Regions from separate parts of the Ovis aries genome. Here region 2 is linked to region 1. The links are chromatin contacts, called in public Hi-C maps. All regions are on one chromosome and are shown on one strand. The core of a region is the stretch at or near the end of the contact, and the rest is flanking DNA. Distances in the headings are between cores, read along the strand shown.

Region 1 (6,314 bases), core at 2,941-5,440:
AGATGTAGAACCCGTGGAGGGCCAGCTGCTGCTGCTAAATCGTTTCAGTCGTGTCCAACTCTGTGCGACCCCATAGACGGCCTCCTACCAGGCTCCTCCGTCCCTGGGATTCTCCAGGCAAGAACACTGGAGTGGGTTGCCATTTCCTTCTCCAATGCATGAAAGTGAAAAGTGAAAGTGAAGTCACTCAGTCATGTCCAACTCTTAGTGACCTCATGGACTGCAGCCTATCAGGCTCCTCTGTCCATGGGATTTTCCAGGCAAGAATACTAGAGTGGGGTGCCATTGCCTTCTCTGACAATACCATTTTATACACAGGACTTGCGTATCCACGGATTTTGGTGTTCTCAGGGGTCCTAGAACCAATACCCTGTGGCAAAACTGCCACTGTTTGCTGTTTTTCAATTTGTCTGTGAAAGAGATACCATTCTTCAGGGTTTAATCATCCCCTGAGAAGGGAGATTCATCTACATTTCGAATGCCAAACTCCTCAATCTTCTTTGTGGTGACAGAGCCCTCTTAAAATCCTTCCAGCGGAAGACTTTCTCCAAGACAGGCCTCTGTGCTGCTAGTCACCTGCCCTGCTGTGCTTTCTTCTTTACCACCAAGCACCCCCAGAGAGCCCAGGATGGGTGAGGCCATTCAAACCTTCAAGGAAGTAGGTCTTTTGCACAGCTTTCCTGGTGGGCTGGTGGCCAGGACTCATTTACCCTGCTTCTCCTAGGGTTTCTTCCTGTGGCTACCATGCTGGTTTGCTCATCCAAGGGACACTGGTTCCACAGTTGCTAGTGAGGGCCTCATGCGTGCTGTGGGCCAGGACTGCAGCTCCAGAGGAGCCCATTTCAACTTCAGAAGTGGAATCCCTGAAGAGCAGCAAAGGGGTAGAAAGCAGGAGCAGGGGTGTTTCCCCGCCAAGCTTTCCACAGGTCACCTTGGCAGAGGCCCATGGGTTGCAGGCCTTCACTGCCGGGGCGTTCCAGAGCTCAAGGGCGGGGCACATCCAAGCCCACTGCTCTCTCTGGGTGGCATCCCCAACAACCATGTTCAACCTTTGGAAAACTGGATATACAGCCTTCCCTCAGGAGCCACAGGGTATTGGTTCTAGGACCCCTGAGTATACCGAAATCCACGGATGCACAAGCCCTGTGTATAAAATGGTACTGTATGGTTGGCCGTCCACATCCGCAGGTTCTACATCTGCGAATTCAAACCAACACAGAATAAAATTCCATTTATGGCTGGTTGAATCCGTGGATGTGCAGCCTGAAGCTATGGAGGGCCAACTGTATACACTTGGATCTAGAAAACCATGGGCATACCTGCCAAGGATGTCGATCTGTGAGACTTGGCCAACGTTTCAGAGGACTGAAATTTATTTTAGTTTTGCACTGTCATTCATGAACTACCACTCCAGAGAGTTCAAACTGGCATTTCCTTGGGCAGAAGCAGTGGTAATTTATATTCTAAAGGGACTTTTAGAAGTAGGTTCTCTTGCGGTATTTAAAGTATAATTTTAAAATGTAATACTGAATACATACATTACTAGGTAAATAGATGATTTCACTTGTTTCTGAACAAGTTCACAGAAATGACAGAGTACACTGAAAATATCAGGGCAATGGGGAACATATAAATAACTGGAGATATTTTCGATCTAAAGCGACTTTTTTTTTTTTTTTACCTTTTTCTAAGTCATGCAAAATGGGTACAATCCTTGTATTCCAAAATACTTCATCTACTTCTATTTCTGTATCCTTTTCTTGCAAGTCAGCTTTTGAGCCTGCAACAGAAAAACAGAACAAGAGAAAGAGCCGTGAAAAGGGGGTTACAACTAGAACACTGCCGATGAGAGTTCGTTACCCATCCCTAAAATTAATGAACTCTGGAATTACATTACACTTTGCCCCCTCAACCCAACTGATTACACGTCTTCTAGTCAAATTAAACTCAGTAAAGATCATGTAAAGAAATCATAACTTTAAACTCCGAGGCACTCTGGAGTTCTGGCTTGTTTCTGCTTGTTTGTTTTTTCTTTTTAAACATCCCTCTATAACATAAAATAAAGAGAAAACTACAGATATGTAAAGAACAAGGATTTTGAAAATGTTTTAATGGAAAATTTTCTGAGGGAGGCCTGCAGGGACTTTCTCTCCTACAGAAAATAGAATGTTCACAGTATTGTGGGGCCAGGGCTTCTCACACCAGTGGTTTTGTGTGGGGCAACAGGAAGCCTGAGCTCTGGGTGCTGACAGACCTCAGTTCAAATCCCAGCTCCGTTACTGATGCACTGGGTGATGGGGGTCTGGTTTCTTATCCTTTCTGAGCCTCATCAGCAAAACCGAGATTAAAATATTTGCCTTCAGGGTTATGAGAATTCAAAGACCCGATGTAAGCAAAGCTCTGAGCCCAGTGCCTAGCATCTAGAAGCACTCAGTCAGCATGGTTTCACTTCCCTGGTTAAAAAAAAAAAAACAACAATAAAGAGGTCATCCCTGTCTGAAGTGTATCAGGCTGTGTGTTATCACCAGATCACCGAGAGAGAGGCAGCCTGAGGAGGCAGCTGTGGACAAGTTAGAACTCCCACAGATGGTGTACTTTAGATCCAACAGGTCTGCATTTTTGTCACAACACTCTCAGGAGGTCCCCACATTGTCACTATTTTCCAGATGAAGAGAGAGGGGCTCAGGGTTATTAAGTAACCTGGCCAAAGTCACAGAGCTCCACTGCATTGCACTTGACCTCTTTGGGGGCTATTCTGCCCTGAAGCAAATTGGCAAACTAAAAGATAACTTCAGGCAGAAATGTAAATCGTATTAGAAACTGCAAATCATGATTACATTTCACACAGGCAAGATCTCAAGGTCTAAAACAAAGACTGTCTAGCCGGGGGTGGGGGGTGGGGGCTGCCGGGCCAGACACTCAGAAGCAGAGCTAGAGACAAAATCCACAGCCTTCCTCCTCTGACGGCCTCGCCCTGAGGCCCTCAGGCTTTCCAGGTGGCTCTAGTGGTAAAGAACCTGTCTGCCAATGTAGGAGACATGAGCGATGCGGGTTCGATCCCTGGGTCGGGAAGATCCCTTGGAGGAGGGCATGGCCGCCCACTCCAGTATTCTTGCCTGGAGAATCCCATAGACAGAGGAGCCTGGAGGGCTGTAACCCATGGACCTCAAAGAGCCAGACATGACTGAAGCGACTCAGCACAGGCACACATGGTGCTCACACTGCTTCACACATCACTGCCAGCACGGTCTTCTGAGGCAGCACCCTGCAGCAAAGCATGTGACTATAACACACTAAAGAAACAAAAACGAGAACTGGACTCCCACCAGCACAGGCCAGGCACTGTCACTAAATGAGTTTGTACAGTATCTCAGCTCTCAGAGCTCCCGAGGTTTAGGAGCTGCAGGAAAAGGACTGCAGACCACCACCTCCATCTTCTGGCTCATTACTCTTACAAATCTTCCCTGACACTGATAAATCACGGATATGGATCCTAAAAGTAAACACGACTATTCAAGCTGTATAAACAACATAGTTGCTCATATTCCCAGGTGTCGGACACACTCAAAGTCCAAAGTATGAGAAATAAAATCAACATACATCAAGGCAAGGGGAAAGCCCAGAGATAAGAAGCCAGACAAATAATATAATAGACAATCATCCATGACAAACTTAAACTTATTAGAAATACAGACTTCAATGAGTCCAAATTTCACTGATTTCAGTTGAAATCAGTTTTGTTTTTTTTTTTTTATACCTTCTATGCGGTATGCTCTCTTAAGCAGAACCATTCTGTGAGAAACCACAATTATCAAACCGTTTGTCAGGACAAACAAAATTGATAACATGTTCACCCCAGGAAGAGCCGAATTACAGGGGTGAGCCAGAAATCACAGAGCAGTTTGTTTAACCTTTGGAAAGGAAAGGCCCTCACAGGCCCTTCCGAGTGCTTCTGAGACTTGTTTCTTCTCAGAACAGAAGTTAGCCAGACACTGTGGCGTAAGAGTTTGCTTTCAACCCTCTCCCAGGAACCCCCGTGTGAGCTGGGGTGTCCAGCCATGGCCTTTCCCCTCACGCATCTCCTCCAACTCTGCTCTCCAAAGAAATCTGATTTTATACGCTAACCCAGCTCCTACCCTAGAAACGGAAGCCTGGAGTCATGTGATCACTTTTTAAGATTGCCAGATGATAAATAAATAGAGTTTGTCTCCGTCTTGGGCAACAACCTAACATTCTAGAGAGCACTTTCATCTAGGTTCACACTTTGCTAAATATAAAAATTGTGATTCAACAGGAAATTGGGTAAGTCAAGCAGAAATTTCAGCATGTTTTTGGAAGATTTTGCTGTCTCAGTGGTTACAGTTCTTCACCACAGCTTTTGAGTTCGGGACACAAAAACTTGACAATGTTTATTGGCTGCTGGTTTTAGCATGCACATGTAAGATGCTTAGCAACAATGCTGACTGGGAAATCAGTCTAAGATTCTCCTGACTACTACAGAAATTCCTGCTGGTCACAAAAGTCATTTTACTGATAAGAAATTTGTTTGGAAGATAAGAAAATATTTTTTGAATTATTAGCTTGGTTTCATAAAAGTTCATGTGCACCAAAATATTATACGAAGAAGGTAATGAACACCTGTGTGTCCACAAATAGTCTGGTCAAATATTAACTGTGTTTTCATTTTCTTCATTTCAAAGAAAGAAACATTATAGATATTGTTAATGCCCTCCGTGTGCCTCCCCCAACCATCCCCCTCCCCAAGGGTTACCACCACGCTAAACTGAATGGTTATTTTTATCACATTTACCACATAGATCTGTATCCATAACAACACATGCCTTTGTTTTTTTGCAGCTTAATTTTTTCATGTGATGTTATGTTTATATTCATTTCATTCAATATTATAAATGTACTCTAGTTCATTTTTCTAACTGCTATATCCCATTGCACAAAAATATTCTGTAGCATTTCTAGCCTGTGATTTACATTGTTACGTATTTTCTCAGTTTTAAAGCCTCAAAGGGCTGGTTTGATGCAGCTAATATAGTGTCATTTAAGTAAGCCATGATTTTGACTCCTTTTCAATCAACTTAAGAACTGTGTGGTCACGTTTTGCAACCTTCCAAATGCTTCTACAAAATAATTTCTGTGCAGTCATCAGTGCAGAATTATAAAATCATTTCTGTGTAGACTATAACCTATAGATGCTTGAGGCGCTGGAGTCGAGTAAGGGTAAAGTGCTAAGACTGTTGTGAAAATAATAAACATTTATAAAAATAAATGCTGATGTGTGACCAAGCTGGCTAAAGTTCCTGGAAATTTCGGAGTGAGGCAACATCAGACATCTTTAAAGCAAACGATTATCCTACAGATGGAGATGCTGAGGACAAGATGCTGGGGACCTCTAAGAACACAGGAGCCTCACCTGCTCTAATGTCCAGCCTGCTCTGGTCTGGGCTGCGGGAGCTTGAGGAAGCCCTCGGACGCCTCTTCCCCTGGTCTCTGTGAGGAAGATGAATACACACAGCACTCAGCACAAAAGCCAAAGCAGTTCTCTTTCTGTGTTAAGAGTAGGCTAAATACGATTTCTGAAGAAACCACAGAGAATTGCTTATGAAATGGAGTTTGGTGCTCTTACTACCTCATTTTAATCAACCTCTGATTTTCAGCTGAGACTTACCTTTTAAAGACAAGTCAGATTTGCCTTACAATACAAAATACAGTTACTAGAAACAACAACAAAATAAATCCAAAGTTTGCTTTGCAAACCAAGAAAAACTGATGAAGGATCTGTACCACAAGAGGTCACTGTTACAATAAGAAAGAACTCTGCTGTGCTTGAATCAAAAAAGCCTAGCATTCAGGAGACCTCTTTCTCTCACACTCTGGTGCACTCGTGCTGCTGGCAAGAAACCTGTTCCCAGTTAGATCAGATGTGCCCAGGAATCACACAGGGGCATCAGATCTGGAACCCAGGTTTCATAATGTCCAATTCACTGCTCTTTCCACCAAATCGCTATGTCTCCAATCTCTATTTGAAAATTAATTAATAGCCCATGAAAAAAATTTTAAAGAAATATTTGAAATGTTAAAAAATAGAAAATAAATTCAGGCAGTCCCCAGATAACAAGTATTTTGCGCTTCAGATGAAAATTTGGTGGCTGGCCAACAGCAGAATTTTATGCTTAGGTTTTGTTTGGAAGGTTATATATAATGTAGAAATGGTCTATGAAGGACATAACTTCTCTTTAGCTAGAGCTGATGCTTAAAGTACTTACTTTTAAATATCTGTGCAAAATTCCAAGGTAAAA
Region 2 (6,205 bases), core at 2,169-4,668, 55 kb after region 1:
TAAATTTCTTTTAATGGCTAATTTTTTTTTAAGTGACTGCTTATGTTTGCAGCAGAGAAAATAAGAGAAAAAGAGGTATAATTTATCTAAAAAAATAGCAGTTCTATTTTGGGGAAGGGATGTTACAGAGAACCAACGTAATTCTGTAATATTAACCTATTTTAAATTTTTCAAATGTCAAAAATGCAGTTTACATTTATTGCCACAAATTCAGTGAACATTTTTCATTATGCCCTAAGCAGAAAATTTGAAATTAAATGTTCAGCAATGTTCAAACAAATGAAGAAATCCCCTCCCCCAGGCCATCCTTTGACATAACTAGGACAATCCAATATAATAACTCTCTAAAAGGATTAATTCTGCCTAAAACCAGCTCCTGAAAAAAACCACATGGCACTTTCTGAAACATTCTTGATAATGTGAACACCATTATTACATTTACAACCCAGGAGCCTGGTGCTGACTCTGTCTTGGAACATTCTATGATAACGGTGAACAAGGGAGTCTTCACAATCAAGAGTCAAAGGAAAACCTAAATAATAATTAAAATATACAAAATAAAAGCAATAAGGTTGCATTTTACTTCTATTAAATTAATAAGATATTTTAAACATACTCGCTGCTGGCCATGTTGGAGCAAAAATGGCCCACATATGTGCTGCTGATGGCAATGCAAATCAGCAGGGCCAGGCAAAGCCATTCAAAGTGTTTATCTGATTCAATGATTGGCATTATTCATCGGAAGAACAATGTTTCACACCTGCTTAATGCAAAATTATTATAAGAACGTTTGTAAGCTTGGAAGCCTCCTAAATATCTACTGAAGGTGGTTGATGATTAGGCAAAATGTGAGGTACCCACTTAATGGGGGGATTCCCTCATTGCTCAGTTGGTAAAGAATCTGCCTGCAGTACAGGAGACCTGGGTTCAATTTCTAGGTCGGGAAGATCCTCTGGAGAAGGAAATGGCAACCCACTCCACTATTCTTGCCTAGAGAATCCCATGGACAGAGGAGCCTAACAGGCTACAGTCCATGGGATCTCAAGAGTCGGACACGACTTTGCAACTAAAGCACCACCACCACCCCCCCTAATGAAAAGCACAGGTATATGCAAATAAGACAGTGTTAAGAGGCACAAGTAGTTCTGCTGAGGCAGGGAGAGGGGCAGAATTGTAAATGCAGTTTTTTTCTTCTGCTGTTGAAAGTTTCCTTAATGTTACCATAAATTTATTTGTTGGCTTAATAAAAATGTTAAATAAATTGCAAGCAAAGTTCCTTACCTTTTGGTTATTTGTAAGAGGAGATACAGTCATGCGTATGACTGTGTCATGCATCTCTTTTTTCTTAACCTTTTTATTTATGCTTGACTTGACTTGGCTAGCCTGGTCTGTGATTTCTTCCACACAGTATTAAGTTACACCTACCCATTAGGCCCGGGGAAGGGCGACGGGAATTCTCAGAGTATGAAGCCATTTGAAACTGCTTAAAGAGAAAGGCAGTAAGAGCAGATTTCCAGAGGAAAAGTAGTAATCCTGAAGTCATCCCAAGGAGGACAACTGAGAAAGGAAGCCAGATCTGGCAGCAAGGCACAGCTCCTGGGGTGTTGTTCATGTGGTATTTTCTGTAAGGCGGGTGTAGCCCCACAAAATCCAGCCCCCTGGTAATTTGCAGTGCTGACTACCTACTTTTTTTTTTAAGTATTTATTTTTTTGACTGCTCTGAGTCTTAGTTGCAGCATACTGGATCTATTTCCCTGACCAGGGATCAAACCAGAATCTCCTGCATTTGGAGTGCAGAGTCTTAACCACTGGACCGTCAAAGAAGTCCCCCAATTACCTACTGATGCCCTACTGTAGTAGACATGGTTTTGTCTACCCAATAGCTATTCTTTATTTCTTCCTTGCAGAGTTCCTGGTAATGAACAACAGCACCATCTCCAGCTAGTTTAAGCTAGAAAGGAGTTTATTTATGGACTCTGGGAGCTCACAGGACCCCTAGGAGGGCTGGAAAACCAGGCTTGAAGACTATATAACCTGGAAAAATACCCAAATTATACTACCAAACTGCTCCAGTGAAGATCTGTGGCCACTGCTCACTGTAACATGGATGTGATGCACGAGATGTTACCACTTAGCTGTTTCTAAAAACTGCATTGTCTACCCAAAAGGTTCCCCCATCTTCATTGGAAAAAAGAAACTGCCGGCCCCTAGTTCCTGCCTTTGCTCAGTTCTAAATTCAAGTCTTGAGCAGGTGTATCTGGTTGGTGGAGTCCAGGTAACATGCCTGCACCCAAGCCTTCCTGCCAATCAGGAAGGAGAGTTCTGTTTCCATCTGGGACTCATACTGTGTGGAATTTCTCAAATATAAGGAGCCACCAATGTGACAGGTGTCCGCAAAATTTCACCCAACTTTTTTCAGTTGTCGATTTTACTCTTTGTGGCCACAAGGTTTAGGGAAGGCTGGCCTCATATCTCGATTACGCCAGTTGTGGCAATGCCATTTTCCTTCATGGTAACTGGCCCCAAAAGGCACATGACCCAATTCTGACCAATGAGGCACAAAAAAGACATCTGCTGAGGGCCTTCCGAGAAAGGTTTCTTAGCTCTTAGAGAGAGACACACGGACACAATGAGCCCTTTTTCTGTCTCTGGATGGTGGTATGTGGGGATCTGAACACTGGAACTGCTGCCACCGTACCAGGACTGACACCCTTATAATGACAAAGCAGAAAGGTGGAATTCATCTGGGTCCTTGACAATATTGCTTAGCCTCTGACTCAACCAAGCCATCCTGTCTCAGGATGACTTGCTGTGTGAAATAATCTTTCCTGTATTGTGTGAGCCAGGTGAGGCTCTCCATGCAGCCCAAAGTATCCTGAGTGACTCACTCTGTCCACTGCTGCAAGGATGACTGAGGATGATCAGGATCATAAGACATGGCCATCTTCTTGGACTGGAGGACCCTGAGGATGTATCAGCATAGATGAAGTGGACAGGGAATGTGTGATTCTGAGCAGCTTCCCCTTCTCAGAAGTGGACCCATCTGTCCCCTCACTGCAACAAAACCCTCTTGCCTCTTGTGAATTTCATTTCCTCCAGTATGTTCAGTAATTGGAGACACCCTGTCCTGCCACTGAGAAGGCTGAAGGAGTTCCTGAAGGTTCTTCCTGGTAGAAACTTCCTGTCACCACCCCCACTTCCATCCTCCACCCCCCCAACAGCCAGCGGCAGGCTCATGGCCTCACCTCAGGCAATCAGATTCTTTCTCTCTAGACCTGACCTCTCCAACCAAATGACTCAATGATGGAAAACAGTAGGCATTCATTCATTCCGGAAAACTCTCCCTCCAGCCCTACTATCTGGCCAGGACTGCTGAGTCCTTCCCGCTGCCTGGTTGCCCTAAACTGCCCTGGAGGAATATCTGTTCTGTTTCAGAAACCACAGAGTTCCCATGAAACAGAGATTTCAAAACTACCCGAGCTGCCCAGCCAGAGACATTCCAGTGTGAAAGCTTATACTCTTGAAGAACTTCCAAATTAAAACTTTATGAAAAGGCAGTGCTACGATGCCATCTTTTCCTCTAAGGACTGCTTCGGTGAATTTATACTGAGAGGTTCTTTACATATGAAAGCCATCTTTTTTCTTCTTCTTCTGGCCCTCCACCCCCAAATTGGGAGTTTAAATTATGAAATAAAAAGATTGATATAAACAAGCTGCTAAAATTAAACTCATCACAAAGTTTACACATGAAGAAATGGTTCATGAAGTATTTCTGTTTATAAATTTCAGGGAATATTGGTATCCTGGATCTTGCTTGTTGGGAACCTGAGGACAATTATTTGAAATATTTTAAAAAGTGTTTCACTTCCCGGAACTGTAATGAGTACCATGTGACATCCAAGGGCAAGAGAAATAAATATTGAGTATGTGGAAGAAAAAGAAAACCACTTTATCTCTTCATCTGCAACATTTTTGCTTACATAAAAATTTTTAATTGTAAAAACACATAGTATCCTAACCATTTTTAAGTGTATAATTTAGCAGAATTAAAAAAAATTAGCCAATTTAATGCTGGAGTTTATCAAACATATTCTTATACAACTTGCTAACATGAGCGGTTGTTAATTTTCTGATAAAATTAGCCTTCTTTAGTCTGCTCTCTGAGGAAATGTTAGTAATAAAGTTTAATACTGAGACCGCACTACAGTGATGACCTCTCTTCTATTTTTGAACACTGAAACAGATGAAAATGATCCAAGAAATAAAGAGAAACACATTCATGAGCAAAGCCAGTTAACTTCTCGTTTTAACCTCCAGCTAATTAAAAATACTACATAATGTTCAGTGGGTCTTGCTGTAGTCAAAAGGAATTGTATACTATTATATTTTTAAACTTCTATTTTGTAAAATTTCCAATGTATACAAAATGAACAGAAAATGAGCCCCCATGTACCCAACCTCCAGCTTAAACAGCTTTGTTTCATCTGTTTCTCTACTCCCCACATACATACTTCATTACAATTATTTTCATTCATTCTTTTAGGTAATTTCTACACACTAAAATATACAATTTTTCATTGTGCAATTGTGGCAAATGAATGCTCACACATAATCAATGTCCCTATCACAATATAGAACATTTTCATCTCCCCAGAAATTTCCCCTGTGTCTCCTCTTACTCCCATTCAGAGACAAGCCGCTGTTTTTATTTTTTAACTTGTGATTATTTTTGCCTGCTCTAGAACTTCACATATAAAACGATACTCCTTTGGATCTGCCTTCTGTTATTCAGCATACTATTTGTGAGACTCATCCATTTTGCTGAGTAATTCCTTTGTGTTTATTGTTGTGTAGTATCCCATTGTGAGAACACTGGCTCTTACGGTGGAAGAACCATTGTTAGATGGTATCTTACTATCTGGGTGGTGGACAGTGAGTTGCCTCCATCTTCTGCTTGCTTGCTTCACTTCAGTTGTGGCCCATCCTTTGCCCCTGTAGACAGTAGCCCCCAGGCTCCTCTGGCCGTGGGATTCTCCAGGCAAGAATACTGGAGTGGGTTGTCATTTCCTCCTCCAGGGGATCTTCCCAACCCAGGGATCAAACCCAAATCTTTTGCACCTTCTACACTGGCAAGTGGGTTCTTTACCACTAGCACAACCTGGGAAGCCAGCTTTTGGCTATTGGAAAAAAAAAGCTGCTATGAACAGTCTCAAACAACCGTTGTGTGTGTGTGTGTGTGTGTGTGTGTGTGTGTGTGTGTGTGTGTGTGTGTGTTTTCATTTCTTTTAGATAAATTGCTAAGTCCAAGTATAGCTTGATATTAATAGTATGATACTGTCAAGCCATTTTCCAAAATGGTTGTACCATTTTAAAGTCCCACATATATCCAGCTACATACAACAACATATGAGAATTCCAGTTACTCTATATTCTCATTAACATTTAGCTTTATAAATCTTTTAAATTTTAGCCATTCTGATGGATATATGATGGCATCCTATACCAAACTCTGCATCTGACTCTTTAATCCAGCAAGACTGTGAATTTTTGCTGCCTCTAAGCTGTCCAGAGGTTGGGAAGTTATCAAAAGCAAAAAGCTGCTGCAAATAGCAAATCTCACTCAGGTAGATTCTTGTCTGGTTTCTCTCAGTTTTTGGTTATTCTTTGGTGTTTTCTAATAGTCATTTTTATTAAAAATTTCCCCAAATTTGGAAAGGTTTGCCCAACCAAAATACTGTTACTATTAGCTATTATTTTAAAATATATTAAAAATATTGGAAATTATTTCTTGAGAAACTAAAAATTCACCCAAATGCTCATAACGAACCTAGCTATACATAGAGAAAAGTAAAGCATGATGTGGACCTCAATACCAAAAATTGCACAGAATGAATACACACACACACACACACACATGCACACACACGCGCACACACACGTATACATATACATGGGCTTCCCAGGTGGTGCTAGTTGTAAAAAACCCACCTGCCATTGCAGGAGATGTAAGAGATACAGATTCCATCCCTGGGTTGGGAAGATCCCCTAGAGGAGGGTGTAGCAACCCACTCCAGTATTCTTGCCTGAAAAATCCCATAGACAGAGGAGCCTGGCAGGCTCAGTCTATAGGGTTGCAAAGAGTGGAACATGACTGAAGTGACTTAGCACACACACATACACATACACCCCTACCCCCCCACGCACA

What was found. Hi-C and Micro-C count contacts between places; a contact is called where the count stands out from the background.
Region 2: a contact with region 1 is called in a Hi-C map of tail adipose tissue, with 2.4 times the contacts expected there. The contact joins two enhancer-like sites. A contact is called at or near these places in 5 of 16 Hi-C or Micro-C datasets (liver, muscle, omental adipose tissue and 1 more).

Annotation. Positions count from the first base shown.
Region 1 is chr8:28,579,086-28,585,399 of ARS-UI_Ramb_v3.0, forward strand. It overlaps ARMC2 (armadillo repeat containing 2), which reads right to left. Exons shown (of 18, transcript XM_027972389.3): 6 at 5,429-5,505; 7 at 1,682-1,780. Among named protein-coding and RNA genes, the nearest start is that of ARMC2, 40 kb to the right of the region's middle. Within about 2 kb of position 4,191, at least 21 of the 54 cell types and tissues checked have an H3K27ac peak or open chromatin away from gene starts, as enhancers often do. A contact at or near this core is called in tail adipose tissue, where this site is marked.
Region 2 is chr8:28,634,718-28,640,922 of ARS-UI_Ramb_v3.0, forward strand. The region is part of intron 6 of LOC114116191 (a long non-coding RNA gene); the gene reads right to left. Among named protein-coding and RNA genes, the nearest start is that of ARMC2, 16 kb to the left of the region's middle. Within about 2 kb of position 3,419, at least 9 of the 54 cell types and tissues checked have an H3K27ac peak or open chromatin away from gene starts, as enhancers often do. A contact at or near this core is called in tail adipose tissue, where this site is marked.